Regions from separate parts of the Mus musculus genome. Here regions 2 and 3 are each linked to region 1. A link is a contact called in public promoter capture Hi-C data. All regions are on one chromosome and are shown on one strand. The core of a region is the stretch at or near the end of the contact, and the rest is flanking DNA. Distances in the headings are between cores, read along the strand shown. Region 1 holds the start of Rbm15 (RNA binding motif protein 15). Region 2 holds the start of Csde1 (cold shock domain containing E1, RNA binding). Region 3 holds the start of Magi3 (membrane associated guanylate kinase, WW and PDZ domain containing 3).

Region 1 (5,150 bases), core at 875-3,374:
GGGGCCCAGATTGGTGACTCACAACCCTGTAACTCCAGCTTCAGGGGCTCTATCACCCTCTCTGGCTTCTCTGGATATTAGAACACTACCATACATACAGACATTCACATAAATATTTTTATGACAAAGTCTCGTTATACAGTCTTGGCTGGCCTAGTATTCACTATATAGACAACTCTGGTCTTGAATTTACAGAGATCTGCCTGCTTCTGACTTTCAAGTGGTAGGATTAAAGGGGTACACCATCATGCACTGCTAAATAAATCTTTAAAAGAATTTTTTTTCCCAGTACTAGGAATTGAACCTAGAGCTTCACATAGGTGTCCAAGGGTCCTGAGCTATGTCTCCAGACTTTTGTGTAGGGGTGGTTTTAAGACAGAATCTCACCAAGTTACCAAGTTACTCTAGCTAATGAAGAAAGCAATTGTGATCCTATCCGCAAGAGCAGCTGGGATACAGGTGTTCCAAAAGCCACATAACAGCTACTTTTAATATACAAATATGTCTATGCTTTATAGTATTTTGCGGTTTATAACTTACATATTGAGCTTCTTTCAAATCTTTTTGCTGTGACCAAGAGAGTTTGGCCCAACTGTTCACCAATTTCAGGGTTATATACCAACAAAACAAAACGGTTGAAATAGGGCTAATCAGGTTGCTGTATCTAATCTTCAAGTAGCTTATAAATTTAGAATTCAAGTTTTGGGGAAGGGCATTCTTATCACCTTGTAAAATGTCCTGTTTTAAAACACATTCTCTACTCAGTCTTAGAAGATGTAAATACCAAAATCTTTCTCATCTCTCCTAGGTACATTTTTGGGAAGACTGCAAAAAGCCTATTTCCTCTCACCAGGAGGTAAACGCTAGTGGGATAGACTACGCATCTAATCTCATGATCACCAGTATTACATAAGCTTAAGAGATTCAGGTGCATGGGGTCGCAGAGGTGGGAGACGGGAGGCGTTTAGACGGGAATCACGGTTAAAGGAGTCAAAGGAAGTGGATATAGGAGGGAGCAAGGTGGCCATGTTACTGGGTCCTACTATGGATTAATCGGAGTGCTGGAGTCCTAGAAACGAGATAAATGTAGTGTCCGCACAGTGAGAAGTGTGACACATTAAAGCAAAGCACAGCTATATTATGTCTCACACATCTTTTATAAATGCAAACCTTACAGGGATTCACAACATAAAGCAGGAAGCAAAAATCTGCAAGTGGTCCTGCAGGTCGGACCAGTAAGTGGGCTTGCAGGACACTGCGGGCCCTAAGGCGGCCACTGAGACTGGCCAGGGCTCCGCGGCGCTGTTCCCTGTGTCCGCGGGCGGGCAGTGACTCGGTACCGCCCAGGGCGTCAGCGTGACCCGAGGCTCTGTGAACCCTGAACTCACCGCCCCAGCGGGCCGCACAGACCGGGGCAGGCGTTTTCTCGCGCACGGGGGTGGGGCTTTTTCAGGCAGCTAACTAAGATGGTGTCGGCTGGACTGTCCGGGACAGCTGCCTAGGCGGATCGAGTGAGGGCCAGCAGCCGGAAGGACCACCGAGCCCATTGTCCCGCCCAGACAGGACAGTGAGGAGCCCGCAAGTTCCAGACTCGAAGGACCGAAGCACAGGCAAGTACGCCGTAAGGACCTAACAAATGTTTAAGAGAACGCCGAAAGCGCGGGGAGGCGGGCCTGACTCACTGTCACCATCTCGCGACAGCAAAGTGACGTCGCACAGCAAGCGCGTGGTCTTAGTCTTTCACCTTCAGACGCCTCAGTTTATGGGCCTACTCCTTTAAGTGAGTGATGGACAGCGCTTTTATCCAATCATGTTCCTCGTCAACATCCAATCAGATTTAAACTTTCTTCAGCCGCCGGAGAAGTTGGAAGACTGGGGTCGAAAGAGAGCGAGCGAGTGAGCGAGTGAGCGAGCGAGCTCTTTGTCTCTCGCGAGATCGGAGAGAGCCAAATTCTCAGGAAAAAACGCCTGAACTGATGTCCAGACTTCCCGATAGTGATTTAAAAGACGTGGCCACAAACCAATGAAAGGGAAGAGAAGGTGGGATCGCTGCGTTCGCCGTGCTAGAAGTACCGTTACAGGGCAGAGTTTTTGTCCAATCAACGCTTCTAGGCTTTGGGTCAGGTGACCATGAAGTGCGAGGGGCGGAGCTACAGCCTGGCGCGAGGAACCGTTAAGATAGACAACGAATATAACCAATGAGGTACTGGGATTAGGGCGTTGGGAACCCAATAACAGCGTCGGGGCGGGCGCCTTCCCGGAGCGCGGGGAGATGTAAAGACGGACAAATAGTTTTTCCAATGAGAAGGCTGAAGAGTGAATTAATTGACCAATGAGGTCTGCGGGGCGGGAGCCTTTGCCGCGGCGGAGTCCAAGATGGCGGCGTGCGAGTCCGCTGTGTGAAACGAGCGCGGGGTGGCGGGTTAGTCAGCTCCGCAGAGACGACCTCCGGCGACCCTCAACAATGAAAGGAAAGGAGCGCTCGCCGGTCAAGCCCAAGCGCTCCCGTGGCGGTGAGGACTCCAGTTCTCGTGGGGAGCGGAGCAAGAAGTTAGGGGGCTCCGGCGGCAGCAATGGGAGCAGCAGCGGGAAGACGGACAGCGGCGGGTCGCGGCGGAGCCTTCATCTGGACAAGTCCAGCAGCCGGGGCGGCAGCCGCGAGTACGAGACCGGCGGGGGCAGCTCCAGTAGCCGCTTGCACAGTTACAGCTCCCCGAGCACCAAAAATTCCTCAGGCGGGGGCGAGTCGCGCAGCAGCTCCCGGGGTGGAGGCGGGGAGTCACGTTCCTCCGGGGCCGCCTCCTCCGCGCCCGGCGGCGGGGACGGCGTGGAGTACAAGACCCTGAAGATCAGCGAGCTGGGGTCCCAGCTGAGCGACGAGGCGGTGGAGGACGGGCTGTTTCACGAGTTCAAACGCTTCGGTGATGTAAGTGTCAAAATCAGTCACCTCTCAGGTTCTGGCAGCGGGGATGAGCGGGTAGCCTTTGTGAACTTCCGGAGGCCAGAGGACGCGAGGGCGGCCAAGCATGCCAGAGGCCGCCTGGTGCTCTATGACCGGCCTCTGAAGATAGAAGCCGTGTACGTGAGCCGGCGCCGCAGCCGCTCCCCGTTAGACAAAGATGCTTACGCCCCGTCATCCAGCGTGGTCGGGACCTCAGTCGGTAGCCACCGGCACGCCCCTGGAGGAGGGGGAGGTCAGAGGTCGCTTTCCCCTGGAGGTGCTGCTCTGGGATACAGAGACTACCGGTTGCAGCAGTTGGCCCTGGGCCGCCTGCCTCCTCCACCCCCGCCACCATTGCCCCGAGAGCTGGAAAGAGAACGAGACTATCCGTTCTATGACCGGGTGCGCCCGGCCTACAGCCTGGAGCCGAGGGTGGGAGCTGGAGCAGGTGCGGCTCCTTTCCGAGAAGTGGATGAGATATCACCTGAGGACGATCAGCGTGCCAACCGGACACTTTTCTTGGGCAACTTAGATATCACTGTGACGGAAAATGATCTCAGAAGGGCTTTTGATCGTTTTGGAGTCATCACAGAAGTGGACATTAAGAGGCCTTCTCGAGGCCAGACCAGTACCTATGGCTTTCTCAAATTTGAGAATCTAGACATGTCTCACAGGGCCAAACTTGCAATGTCTGGCAAAATTATAATTCGGAATCCAATCAAGATTGGTTATGGTAAAGCCACACCCACTACCCGACTTTGGGTGGGTGGTCTGGGACCCTGGGTGCCTCTTGCTGCCCTGGCACGAGAATTTGACCGATTTGGCACCATTCGAACCATAGACTACCGTAAAGGTGACAGTTGGGCATATATACAGTATGAAAGTTTGGATGCAGCTCATGCTGCCTGGACCCATATGCGTGGATTCCCACTTGGTGGCCCAGATCGTCGCCTCAGGGTAGACTTTGCAGACACAGAACATCGTTACCAGCAGCAATATCTTCAGCCTCTGCCCTTGACCCACTATGAACTAGTGACGGATACTTTTGGACATAGAGCACCTGACCCTTTGAGGAGTGCTCGGGACAGGACACCACCCTTACTATACAGAGATCGTGATAGGGACCTTTATACTGATTCTGACTGGGTGCCACCCCCACCACCGGTTCGAGAACGCAGTGCTCGGGCTGCAACTAGTGCTGTCACTGCTTATGAGCCACTAGATAGCTTGGATCGAAGGAGGGATGGCTGGTCACTGGACAGGGACAGAGGTGATCGGGACTTGCCCAGCAGCAGGGACCAGCCAAGGAAGCGAAGGCTGCCTGAGGAAAGTGGAGGACGGCATCTTGATAGATCACCTGAGAGTGAACGGCCTCGAAAACAGCGTCACTGCACTCCTTCTCCTGACCGAAGTCCAGAACTGAGCAGTAACAGAGATCGCTACAACAGTGACAATGATCGATCATCTCGTCTTCTCCTCTTGGAAAGGTCTTCCCCAGTCAGAGATAGACGGGGCAGTTTGGAGAAGAGCCAGAGCGACAAGCGAGACCGTAAAAACTCTGCATCAGCTGAACGGGATAGGAAGCATCGGACAGCTGCTCCCACAGAGGGAAAAAACCCTCTGAAAAAGGAAGACCGATCTGATGGCAATGCACCCAGTGCCAGCACTTCTTCATCAAAGCAGAAGCCACCTTCCCAGAAACAGGATGGAGGGACAGCTCCTGTGGCAGCATCCTCTCCCAAACTCTGTTTGGCTTGGCAGGGCATGCTTCTACTGAAGAACAGCAACTTCCCTTCCAACATGCATCTGTTGCAGGGTGACCTCCAAGTTGCTAGCAGTCTACTTGTGGAGGGCTCAACTGGAGGCAAAGTGGCCCAACTCAAGATCACTCAGCGGCTCCGTTTGGACCAACCCAAGTTGGATGAAGTAACTCGACGCATCAAAGTGGCAGGGCCTAATGGTTATGCCATTCTCCTGGCTGTACCTGGAAGTTCTGACAGCCGATCTTCCTCTTCCTCAGCCACATCAGACACTGCCGCCTCTACTCAGAGGCCACTTAGGAACCTTGTGTCCTATTTAAAGCAAAAGCAGGCAGCTGGGGTGATCAGCCTCCCTGTGGGAGGCAATAAAGACAAGGAAAACACCGGGGTTCTTCATGCCTTCCCACCTTGTGAGTTCTCTCAGCAGTTCCTGGATTCCCCTGCCAAGG
Region 2 (5,150 bases), core at 878-3,377, 4.3 Mb after region 1:
ACATCAGAGCAGCTGCAAAACCAAACTACTACCAGCTCTTTACATTCCAGTTCTAAGAGGAAAAGAAACAAGGACAAGTATTAGATCCAAGGTTCTTTTTGGTTTTTAATATTTTGATACAAGGTTTCTCAATGTGGCCCTGGTTGTCCTAGAACTTGCTCTGCAGATTAAGTTGGCCTTAAACTCAGAGATCTGCCTGCCTCTGCCTCAGAAGTGCTAGGTCTGTAGTGATGGGACTAAAGAAGGGACAGGTAACTACTGCCTAGATTTTATAACTTACATATTCGTGGCTGTTTATGTACACAATCTGCTTCTTATCCACATTAATAATTATATCGCCTGTCAATTTAGTAATGAGTTTGCCTTCTAGTACCTAAAAATCAAGATGATCGACAGGCATGGCAGTAGTACATGCCTTTAATCCTGCACTTGGGAGGCAGGGACAAGCAGATCTCTGTAACTTCAAGGACAGCCTGGTCCACGGAGTTCGAGGCCAGACAAGGCTACACAGTAAGACCCTATCTCAAAAAAAGAAAAGGAAAGGAAAAGAAAGGGGGTGGGGAGGGCAGACTGAGCATTTTGGTAGCTTGAATTAATGCCCTATAATTTGGAACTTATTTTTTTAAAAAGTAGGTTAGAGCAAGCAAGCAGTCTAGACAGCCAGCCATTTCAAGGCTAACCTAGGTTGCACAGTTTAAGGCTATAACCAATAAACAAAAGAAAAACAAACTTGGCAGTTTTGTGAACTAGAAGTTCACATCAGCCTAACATAATGTCCAAACTCAACTACAATCTTTAAACATCCTTAGTTCCTTTCTGCCCGTCCTCCTCAACTGCTTAAACAGCACTATCTTTTTGCTCATTTTAGTTGCAGAACAAGGAAACTAAGTGGTTTAATAATGTTCAGAATGTTTTCTGCAGTGGAAAGTGTTAAGGAGTACTCCCTGCTCACCTGTGAGTCAGGTTGGAGACCAGCCACAAAGGTGTTTCTAAGGTTAACTCTTTAAAGCAAAAGAACCGGGGCACTAAGATTGGGTATGGTTGAAACGTTCGACGGTCAAATCTTCCAATTTAATTTGCTCTCCGACTGGGGCTCTCACACTAGATAGATACATGACAAAGCCAAGCCATTCATTGCACAATGTAGGCCAGCGCTTGCACCACGGAGGGAGGGCATCACGGAACTCTCCTAACGCATGCCATTTACCCCAGACAGAAAGGTGGGAGACACGTGCCTAGAACGGGGCCCGACTCCTTTTTCAAATGCCAAAGGACAGTTAGGTGTGGAGACCCAGCCACAAGAGAATGTGAGTAAAGGTGTCAATTCCGCCGCGCTAGGGTCAGATGTGGCTGAGGGAACAGAGGTGTCCCGCAGCACTTTCCCTAGATGGAACAGGGTCTCAACCCACACACAAAGAAGGCGCCACTGCCGCACTGCGCTCTGGTAGTCGTAGTAGTATCCCCAAAGCCAGTGACGGCCAAGACAGACAAGGTCCCGAAAAAAAGAACAGGCCCTTCTCCCCGGCCTCTTCCAGCTGCACACAAAGGACCGCGCCACCACCCCCTCACCCCTCCCGCCGGGACTTGTAGTTCCCTTTCCCCCGCCAAGCCGCAGAGGGGGAAGAGGACGGACTACAGCTCCCGGCAGCCTTCGCGCCCGAGCCCCGCACCCTCTGCCTCCATCTTGGCTGCGGTCGGAGTTTCCATTTTCGCTCCCTCCCCCCACTTCAGTCACCGACACCGACACCGACACCGCCGCTACCCGCACCCCCTGGCCTCACCTCCTCACTAAGGCTTCGCGGCCGGCCCTGAGGCCGAGACGGTTGAAGCCAGGGTGAAAAAGGGACGCCTGGAGTAGGAACTCACACTGAACTCTCCTCCATCCGGAATTCTAGGAGTGCCCACTCTGACACTCAGAGGTCCCTCCCGTTAACCTGAGTCTCCTCAGCTGTCTTTAACCTGGCTCGTTGCTACCCCCACTTTAACACTGAGGTCGTACTCACCCCAACAGCTCAGCGCCCCCTCTCCAGCGCCGCCATAAGCAGCACGGCCCGGTACGTAGGAATAAATCTCGCTTCTCTCGCGAGAGTTGCAGGCTCCGAGCGCGTGCACGGGAAGGTGGGGGGAGCGTGCTCTTAGTACGCTTGCGCGCGAGGGCTGAGTGACGCCAGCCGCTGACCTGCGTTTAGCCACACGCAAGCCGGTGACTCTTCTTCTCTACGTTCGCCCCTGGGTAGTGCCAGAAGCAATCTCTGCGTTTAGTGACTCTGCTGCGACGCTGGGGGCGGGGCGAAGGGTGAATTTAGGCGTTCACCCGGTGTTCGCGAGCCCGAAAGCTTTCAGCGACGAGGCTTGAGTAGGAAGGCCTTATGAAGTAGGAACAGTTCTGAGGGCAGATCCGGGAGTGTCGTGAATAAAAAGATTTCACTTTCCTCAGCCATAATCCAGGAGTCCAAATCGCAGTTTCTCTTTAGTCACGGGACAGGCTTTCTCCTGTCTCCTACATTAGAAGGGATTTCATTGCTTTAGAGAAAAGTTTTTAACAAAGTAATTTGTAAAGCTTTTGTCTTCCAGAAACTACATTGCTTGCGACAGACAAAAATAAGCGAGGCTGTATTATCAATAAAATCTAAAATTCCCCAAACCACTTTAACTGTCCGTTTCAGTTACCAGAAGATTTTTGTAGTGTGTCAGTCTGAATAAGTATTTAAAAGGCTGAAAGCAGGCTAAAAGCATAATTCACCTGACTGGAGTAGAGGAGTGGAATGGTTAGATCTAACCATTGCAAAGTTATTTAGGCTGCCCTGTCAATAATCTAGAAAACAATTACTTTACTTTTACTATCTTGTTGGTTTTTTATTTTTGTTTGTTTTTTGAGACAGGGTCTCACATGTAGCACATGCTGCCCTGGAACTCTGGGAAATCTGCCTGCTTCAGCCTAGTGGGATTAAAAGTGTGGACAACCATGCCCAACTTCAGTGGTCCTCTTAACCATTTTGGGTAAAGGGTAGCTCCCTGAGGACACTCCCATCTATTTCCTGCTTCTGTGGGAGAGGAGAACATTCTCATCCTGGTGTACTTTCCTTGCGGGGGAGAGACAGGGACTCACCCAGAACTTGCTGTGTAGATCTAGCTGGCCTAGAACTCATGAGATACCCCCCCCCCTTCTCCTGGCCTGGCATTAAAGGGGCGTGCCACCACAACCTGCCAAGTGTACTTCTTACCCATACTTTCAGTTGGTTATTCAGAGAAACTGCAGACCTCTGTAGACATAGGTAGGGCTTTCAGGGGAACAAATTACATGTAATAAAATAAAATAAGCAACAAATATGAATATTGTCCCCCCACTCTGTGTGTGTGTGTGTGTGTGTGTGTGTGTGTATTGGAGACCCCAGTATTGGAAAAGCCAGAGCCATGAGATACCTGCAAAGCTGAAAGGAGTTAAGATCTGAAGAGCCCTTTGACGTCAGACATGGAGATGAAGTTTGGAGTTTGCAAACTGGTTCTCAGTCTTGCTTTGCAGATTACAGTTAAGAGATTGCACAAATCTCAGAAAAGACTTTGAACTAAGTTGAGACAGTTAAATACTAGGGGGACTTTTATTTTTCCAGACAGAGTTTCTCTGTGTAACAGCCCTGGCTGTCCTGGAACTCACTTTGTAGACAAGGCTGACCTTCAATTCACAGAAATCCACTTACTTTCGTATACCATCACTCCTGGCCAAGTATGGGGACTTTTGAAATTGGACTGAATGCATTTCTGCATTATCATATGGCTGCAAGCCTTTGGGGGCCAGGAACTGGGATGTGGTAGTTTGAAAGAGAGTGGTTCCCCCTAAACTCTTAGGGAGTTGCACTATTAGAAGGTCTGGCCTTGTTGGAGCTGGAACTTCCCATGTAGACTATGGTAGTTTAGAAACCACAGAGATCTAACCGGCTTTGCCTCCCAGATCCTAATCCTAAAGGGCGACCCTACCCTTCCCTGCTCCCTTTTCTCTCTTAGCTTCCTTTATCAACCCAAGACCGATCTTCCCACAGGATGGAGCACAGGGATTGACGAGTGACACTTGTCTGTACAGAGATTCCGAGGCCTTGAGTTTGGGAATCTTCACCTAGGTAATACACTGCTCTTCCCCCTCCAACTCCCACTCTCTCCCCCTCCAACTCCCACTCTCTCCCTTCCTTTCTTCCTTCTTTTTTTTGACAGGATCTCTAAGAGTAGCCCAGACTTGTGTGGAGTGTGTCATAAACCTCCTGCCTCAGCTTCTCAAGTGCTGGGATCACACTCCTGTTCCTGTTCTACCAAGACAATCCTAAAACATAACCGTGGATTACTACTGTTTAGTTCTCTTGTGTTATTTGTGGTATATGTTGCCACCACTCCCTCTCTGAAGCCCCAGAGAGGCTTTGTGTATTGTTAGATAGTATATAATATTTACATGGGAGGAGCAATAAAGATAGGATGCAAGCATCAACTATCTTTTTGTATGTAGCTCCCATATACTATGTATCAAATAAAAATCTGTTTTCCAGCCGGGAGTGGTGGTGCAAGCCTTTAATCCCAGCACTTGGGAGTCAGAAGCAGGCGGATCTCTGAGTTCAAGGACAGCCTGGTCTATTACAGAGTGAGTTCCAGGACAGCCAGGGCTACACAGAGAAACCCTGTCTCAAAAAATAACAGAGAGAGAGAGAGAGACAGAGACAGAGAGACAGAGAGACAGAGAGAGACACAGAAAGACAGACTGCTTGAATTGTTAACTACTCTCTTTGTTCCACTCAGCTTCTCCTAATGAGAGCGTATCTTTTCTTAATAAATTGACTGGGATTCTGTATAAAAACAAGAGTTTTTATAAAGGGTTGGTGATATAGCTTGATGGTCCTAGGTTCACACAAAGATGAAGACAAAAAGGAAAAAGAAAAATGATTATGATCCTATTCTCAGGGAACCCTCAGCCTAACACCATTAAATAATCACAAAGCAAATATCAATGTGTAAGTGCAGGAGAGTACAAGTGTACAGTCTTAGAACAAATCATCTCCAGCCATGAGGAAGCCTTCTTGAATGCTAAGAGGAAGTAGTATTCTCTGTGGTGGAGAGCTTCCTTTCTGTCTCTCACTGTTGGCCCAGTCATCCATGCCTCCACAGTGCCC
Region 3 (5,150 bases), core at 1,066-3,565, 3.1 Mb after region 1:
TGGGCAGATGTTAGATGACTTAAAAAAAAAAAAGAAAAAAGAAAAAGAAAAAAGACACACAGCAGGCAGACATTGTTGGGTGACTACTTAACAACTATTCTCTCCTCCTCCCTTAAAGAGGACCTCTGCTTTGTTTGAAGGTGACTTATGATCAAGTTAGTGGAATGCTAGTAATTGCATTTTCTTTTGCCAGTGACTGGTCTAAGGTGGTCATGGCTCCATTTTTCTAGCCTACCACAGTGGCCACAAGCTAGGTAGGATTTTTCTCTTTCATCAAATTTGGACTAACATTTTCTTACCCTTCTTTCTTGCTTCATATAATGACCTTTGAGGATGTGATGTCTGGAGCTATGACAACCTTGTAATTAATAGGTGACAGGCTTGGAGACAAAAGTTCATATGGATATGATGTGGAAGAGTAAACACAAAGAGCTCCGGACCTTGATAATAGACTGTCCAACTAGTCCTCAAACTACCACACTTAAACTTTATGTTAAAGATGTAATAAATGACAGTGTGCTCTAAGCTATTATTTGTCAGATGTTTTGTTCCTTGTTGCCAGAGCCATTCTAAACAGATACAGTTTAGGCAGAGCATTGTGTTTCAGTCTCAGCAAAAATAGAAGATGTGAAGGCAATCGAGTATTCATTCAGGAATTTATTAGTATTAACTAGTTGTCCATAAAACAAGTTAAATTTTTTTTTAAATTTCAGATGTTGGTCTATTTGAATGATCCACATGATGCCTGTGAAAAGTATTTACTCCATTGGGTTCCAGACGCTGGGCTTTCTCTACCCCCATCATAAGTGTGAAGGCCATCTGGCTTCCAATCCACTTGGCCAGAGGGAGCCTCAGCAGGATGGAGGGTGGTATTAAAGAAATGTAGTTTCTCTCTTGGGTGACTGCTCAGCAGACAATCAAGGACTGAAGGTTACAGTCTGGCAATCTCTCCATCAGGGTGTAGATAAAGGTCCTGTCTCTGCCTGGCAGGTCCCAAGCCTGCAGCTCCAGGGCTCCACTTCCCTTATTGTTTCTTGAGTCCAGCCCACATTTAGTGTTTTTATTTCCCCAGTTCAATGGTGTGAAGGAAATCACTGTAGCTGTCTGAAGCTTGATCTAGTTTGTAGAGCTCCTCGGAGTTTAAAATAAGGGCTATCATTAAAGGGAGTCAGAAGACATGCCCTGTCACAAAAGTGAGACAAGTGCCCCAGTTCAGAGAAAACACTTTCCAAGAAATACTGGACGACTATTTGGATGAGGTGAAACATTTACGAACAGAGGGCATTCCAAAGACGAGAAAGCACGCGTTCAATGAAGGAAGAAAAAAAGCTTAAGTGTTTCTGAAAAATTAGAGCTGGGAGAGATCTGAGGTCTCCCTTGTTCTGAGTCACTTCTTCCACCTTCTTACAAACAAGCAGACGCGAAGCAGAGATCTGGTCAAGGTCAAGCCACCAGTGTCAGGACTTAGCTCCGCAGGCACCAGGTTGTTTTTTAATCCATCTCCTTCCCGCTTTCCTCAAATGATCTTCTAGTCAGTCTCTCTCGCTAAGCTGCAGTCTCCTCGAGAGCAGGATCACTGTTTTCTTCATTCTTGGAGTTCAGTAGCTAGTGTAATTAATGATCTTCACTCTCAGCTTGTTTCCGACAGGCTGTCTAACTTGCCCGAGATCACACAGCATTCGAGCACTGGACTGTATTTTACCCTCAATTAACAGGATTTCGCCAATGGATCATTTAAGAACATTCATTGAACGAATTAACAAATTCAAACCCGTAGAATCCGTTTCAGCCTTAACAGGCCCATTTAGTGGCTCCACCGTTCGGAGTAGCTGGGCACTGGACTCCCAGGATCCAGGCAAAGCACTCCCAGGATCGCCTTCGGGCTCCAGCTCCGAGGCCCCGCCCCCTGCCCAGCTGGGCACGCCCCACCTTGGGGACCAGGGTCCTTTCAGTGTTTGAGTTTCCCTTGGCTCCAGCCCCTGGCTGGAGGGCCTCTCCCCTCTAGGCGACCTGTGCCCGCTCCCAGACCAACCCTCTCTTTTCCCTCCCCCTTCTCCCTCCCTCACACTCTAAACTTCTTTTTTCCTCCCTCTCTAAACTTCAGTCATTCTAGTGCCCGCCTCCTCTACTTAGACCACCCAATCAGAAATCAGCATGCCCGCCGAGGGCCGCCCCCAGCTGCCAGAACCCAATCCACGGTGCGGAGCCGAGAACTGGGCGGGTCCTCCGGAGCAGAGCTGGTGACGGCAACGCGCCGGGCGCTGCGCTGCGGGAGGGGGCGGGGCCGGGCCGGCGAGGGCGGGGGAGGGGCCGAGCGGGGAGGAGGTTGCGGCGGGTTTGAAAGCGCCAGTTTCCTGGCAGCTGGGGCAGGCGTTGGTCTCGGCGCTCCGGCTCCGCAGCAGCCGCGCTCCAGCGAGCGACTAAGCTCGGTGCGCGCGTACCGATACGAGCCTCGGTTCCAGCCGCTCCCTCAGCTCCCGCCCCTTTGCCTCAGCCTTTCCCGCCGCGCGGGCGCCGAGTCCCGGCCGTCGGCGCTGACCCCGCCCGGAGACCCCGCCGGCGCCGCCCGCGGGGCGCGCGCTCCCTCCGGCTCTCCTCAGCGGCCCGCGAGAGGGGCGGCTCGCGGCGGCGCGCGGCCGGCGGGCTGAGGCGGGGGGTCGACGGCGGCGCCCCTCTGGCCGGGCTGTGCGCGGGGCCCGGAGCGGCACCGCGGCCGCCCGCGCGGGGGCTCCCCATGGTGCAGCGGAGGTCGGGATGTCGAAGACGTTGAAGAAGAAGAAGCACTGGCTCAGCAAGGTGCAGGAGTGTGCGGTATCCTGGGCCGGGCCCCCGGGCGACTTGGGCGCCGAGATCCGCGGCGGCGCCGAGCGCGGCGAGTTCCCTTACCTGGGGCGGCTCCGCGACGAGGCTGGCGGCGGCGGAGGCACCTGCTGCGTGGTCTCGGGCAAGGCGCCCAGTCCGGGCGATGTGCTGTTGGAGGTGAACGGGACGCCGGTCAGTGGGCTCACCAACCGGGACACTCTGGCTGTCATCCGCCACTTCCGCGAGCCCATCCGTCTGAAGACGGTGAAGCCAGGTGTGTGGTCGCCTTGGGGACCCGGGTCCTGGTCCGACTCCCCGGGGAGGAGGGGGGAGGGGGCGGCGCCGGGGTTTCCCATTTTGCGGCTAGTAAAACTGAGCTCGGGTGAACCGACAGCTGTGTAGGCTGTCAGGGAATTGGCACTAGGAGCTGGCTTTCCTAATCCAGCTCGGTCTCCCACCGCATCAAGAGTTTTTATTTTTATTTTTATTTGCCTAGAGAAGAGCCATCTCTTTTCTTCTCCCCTTTGTGGAAACAGTCCTATGATGATAATCTTTTCTTTGGAACGTATTTGCGTCTTCTAACGGGGAGAAAGGGCTTTACTATGGAGACTCGGCGCCGGATCGAGGGCCGAGGTTACCACTGAAAGCTCCTGGGAGGGCTCAGCTGGCCCAGTGCGTCGTGCACGACCGCAGACGTCTGGGAGCTGACAGTCCCACTCTGTGGGTCTAGGTGGCTCAGGTGTCTGAGTCCCAGTGAGGTACAGTGTGTGGTATGAGGCAGTGGAGCTGTTGTGTCGTCTGGATTTGGAAGGAGGACCCAGGTGCCCAGCCGAGCAAATGCCTTTGTAAAGCTTTCAAATCTACAGTATTTGTTGAAGCGCAGGGTAAAAAAAAGAACCCCTTGGTGCCCTGGTGTCTTTGATGCTCGTAAAATGTGCTGCAAAGCATGTTACGCTTATGGCATACTCCCTAGCTGGAAAGCATTGATCAGACTGCGCAGTCTGGTCTGGTAGTATGTAGTAAGTTTTCTTACGAATTTGTAAGAGAAAACACTGTTGGACCTTTCGGTATTGGTAAAATATGGTTCTGGCTTCTGAGGTGGTTGTAGACATGGGCATCGTGATTAATCATTGTTACTAGAAATCAAATTGTTTCTGCTGAACGTAGATACGGTACATCTGAACATATGGGGCTGCCAAACTGACTTGGGCTAGATTTTGGTCTTCCCCGTTCACTACAAAATGCTAGAAATTTCTAGAAATTTTAACACGTTCTCTCTCCCTCTCCTCCTCTTCCCTCCCCCCACTTCTTCCTCCTCCCTCCCTCGATCTCCCTCTTCCTCATCTTCAGCTCACTTTAGGACTGCCTCTTAAGTAGTCCTTGAGCTAATTGCAACTGATGGTTTGATGCAATATCCATGTGTTGTGGGTATGTGACATAATCTTACTAGTTTACATGAAGGTACTTTTCATATAATCTATTCTATGATACTATTAAGATTTGTGTGTTTATGGGTTTTTCTTACTGTTAATCTTTAGAACTTTGTCAAACTATAAATACCCTTTCTGTGTTTTTGAGGATTGTAAGATTCTTAACTCTTAACTTTTAGAACTATATGTAAAGGGTGGAGGGAACACTTTTGGGGCTGTAATTCGGTGTGTTGGTTACTGTTTATAATATTCAAAATACTATACATTTACTAGCCCAGGTAGGACTTAGGTCATAGGTTCTCAACCTGTGGGTCTCAACCCCTTTGGGGGTTGTGTATCAATTATCTTGCATATCAGATATTTATATTATGGTTCATTGCAGTAGCAAAATTACAGTTATGAAGTAGCAATGAAATAATGTTATGTTTGGGGGTCACTACAACATGAGGAACTGTATTAAAGGGTCACAGCATTAGGGAGGTTGAGAACCTTTGACTTAGATGAAATCCCATGAGCCAGCAGATAATGAGAATATGTGCATCATTGCTCTGTTTTGTTTTGATCAGTTGGGGCATTACTGAAGGAATAACAGTCATAAAGTTGTTGAGGAAGTTGTTATATTCCAAATCACTGTGGTTTGTTTAATAGATGAGAGGGTTGGCTCTTTAATAAACACCAATCTGTTATATACCTTTCGCATAAAATTGGAGAAAATACTTCAGGGTTTAAAGTGCTATACAGTAGTATTAGTTAACTGTATTGATAAAATCTTCCCTGCCCCAGAATATAGTCAGCATTTTGTATTAATAAAATTTTGCCTTCTTGTCATCCAAAGACACTGTCCTGCTTTAAATATTAAGTGAAAATAAAGGGAATAACTGGTGTCAGTGCTGCACTACAGCTTATTAGTAGCAGTTT

The links. Promoter capture Hi-C pulls out the DNA fragments that hold promoters and counts their contacts.
Region 2: a promoter capture Hi-C map of pre-B cells shows a contact between it and region 1, with 4 times the contacts expected there. The contact joins the promoter of Csde1 here to the promoter of Rbm15 in region 1. A contact is called at or near these places in 1 of 39 promoter capture datasets (pre-B cells) and 1 of 484 Hi-C or Micro-C datasets (muscle stem cells).
Region 3: a contact with region 1 is called in a promoter capture Hi-C map of liver, with 4 times the contacts expected there. The contact joins the promoter of Magi3 here to the promoter of Rbm15 in region 1. A contact is called at or near these places in 2 of 39 promoter capture datasets (liver and pre-B cells).

What each region holds. Positions count from the first base shown.
Region 1 is chr3:107,330,263-107,335,412 of GRCm38.p6, reverse strand. Rbm15 (RNA binding motif protein 15) reads left to right here and starts at 2,124. Exons shown (of 2, transcript NM_001045807.1): 1 at 2,124-5,150. The coding sequence starts at 2,333.
Region 2 is chr3:103,017,523-103,022,672 of GRCm38.p6, reverse strand. It overlaps Csde1 (cold shock domain containing E1, RNA binding), which reads right to left and starts at 2,127. Exons shown (of 19, transcript NM_001161854.2): 1 at 2,004-2,127.
Region 3 is chr3:104,217,571-104,222,720 of GRCm38.p6, reverse strand. Magi3 (membrane associated guanylate kinase, WW and PDZ domain containing 3) reads left to right here and starts at 2,315. Exons shown (of 21, transcript NM_001159354.1): 1 at 2,315-3,076. The coding sequence starts at 2,755.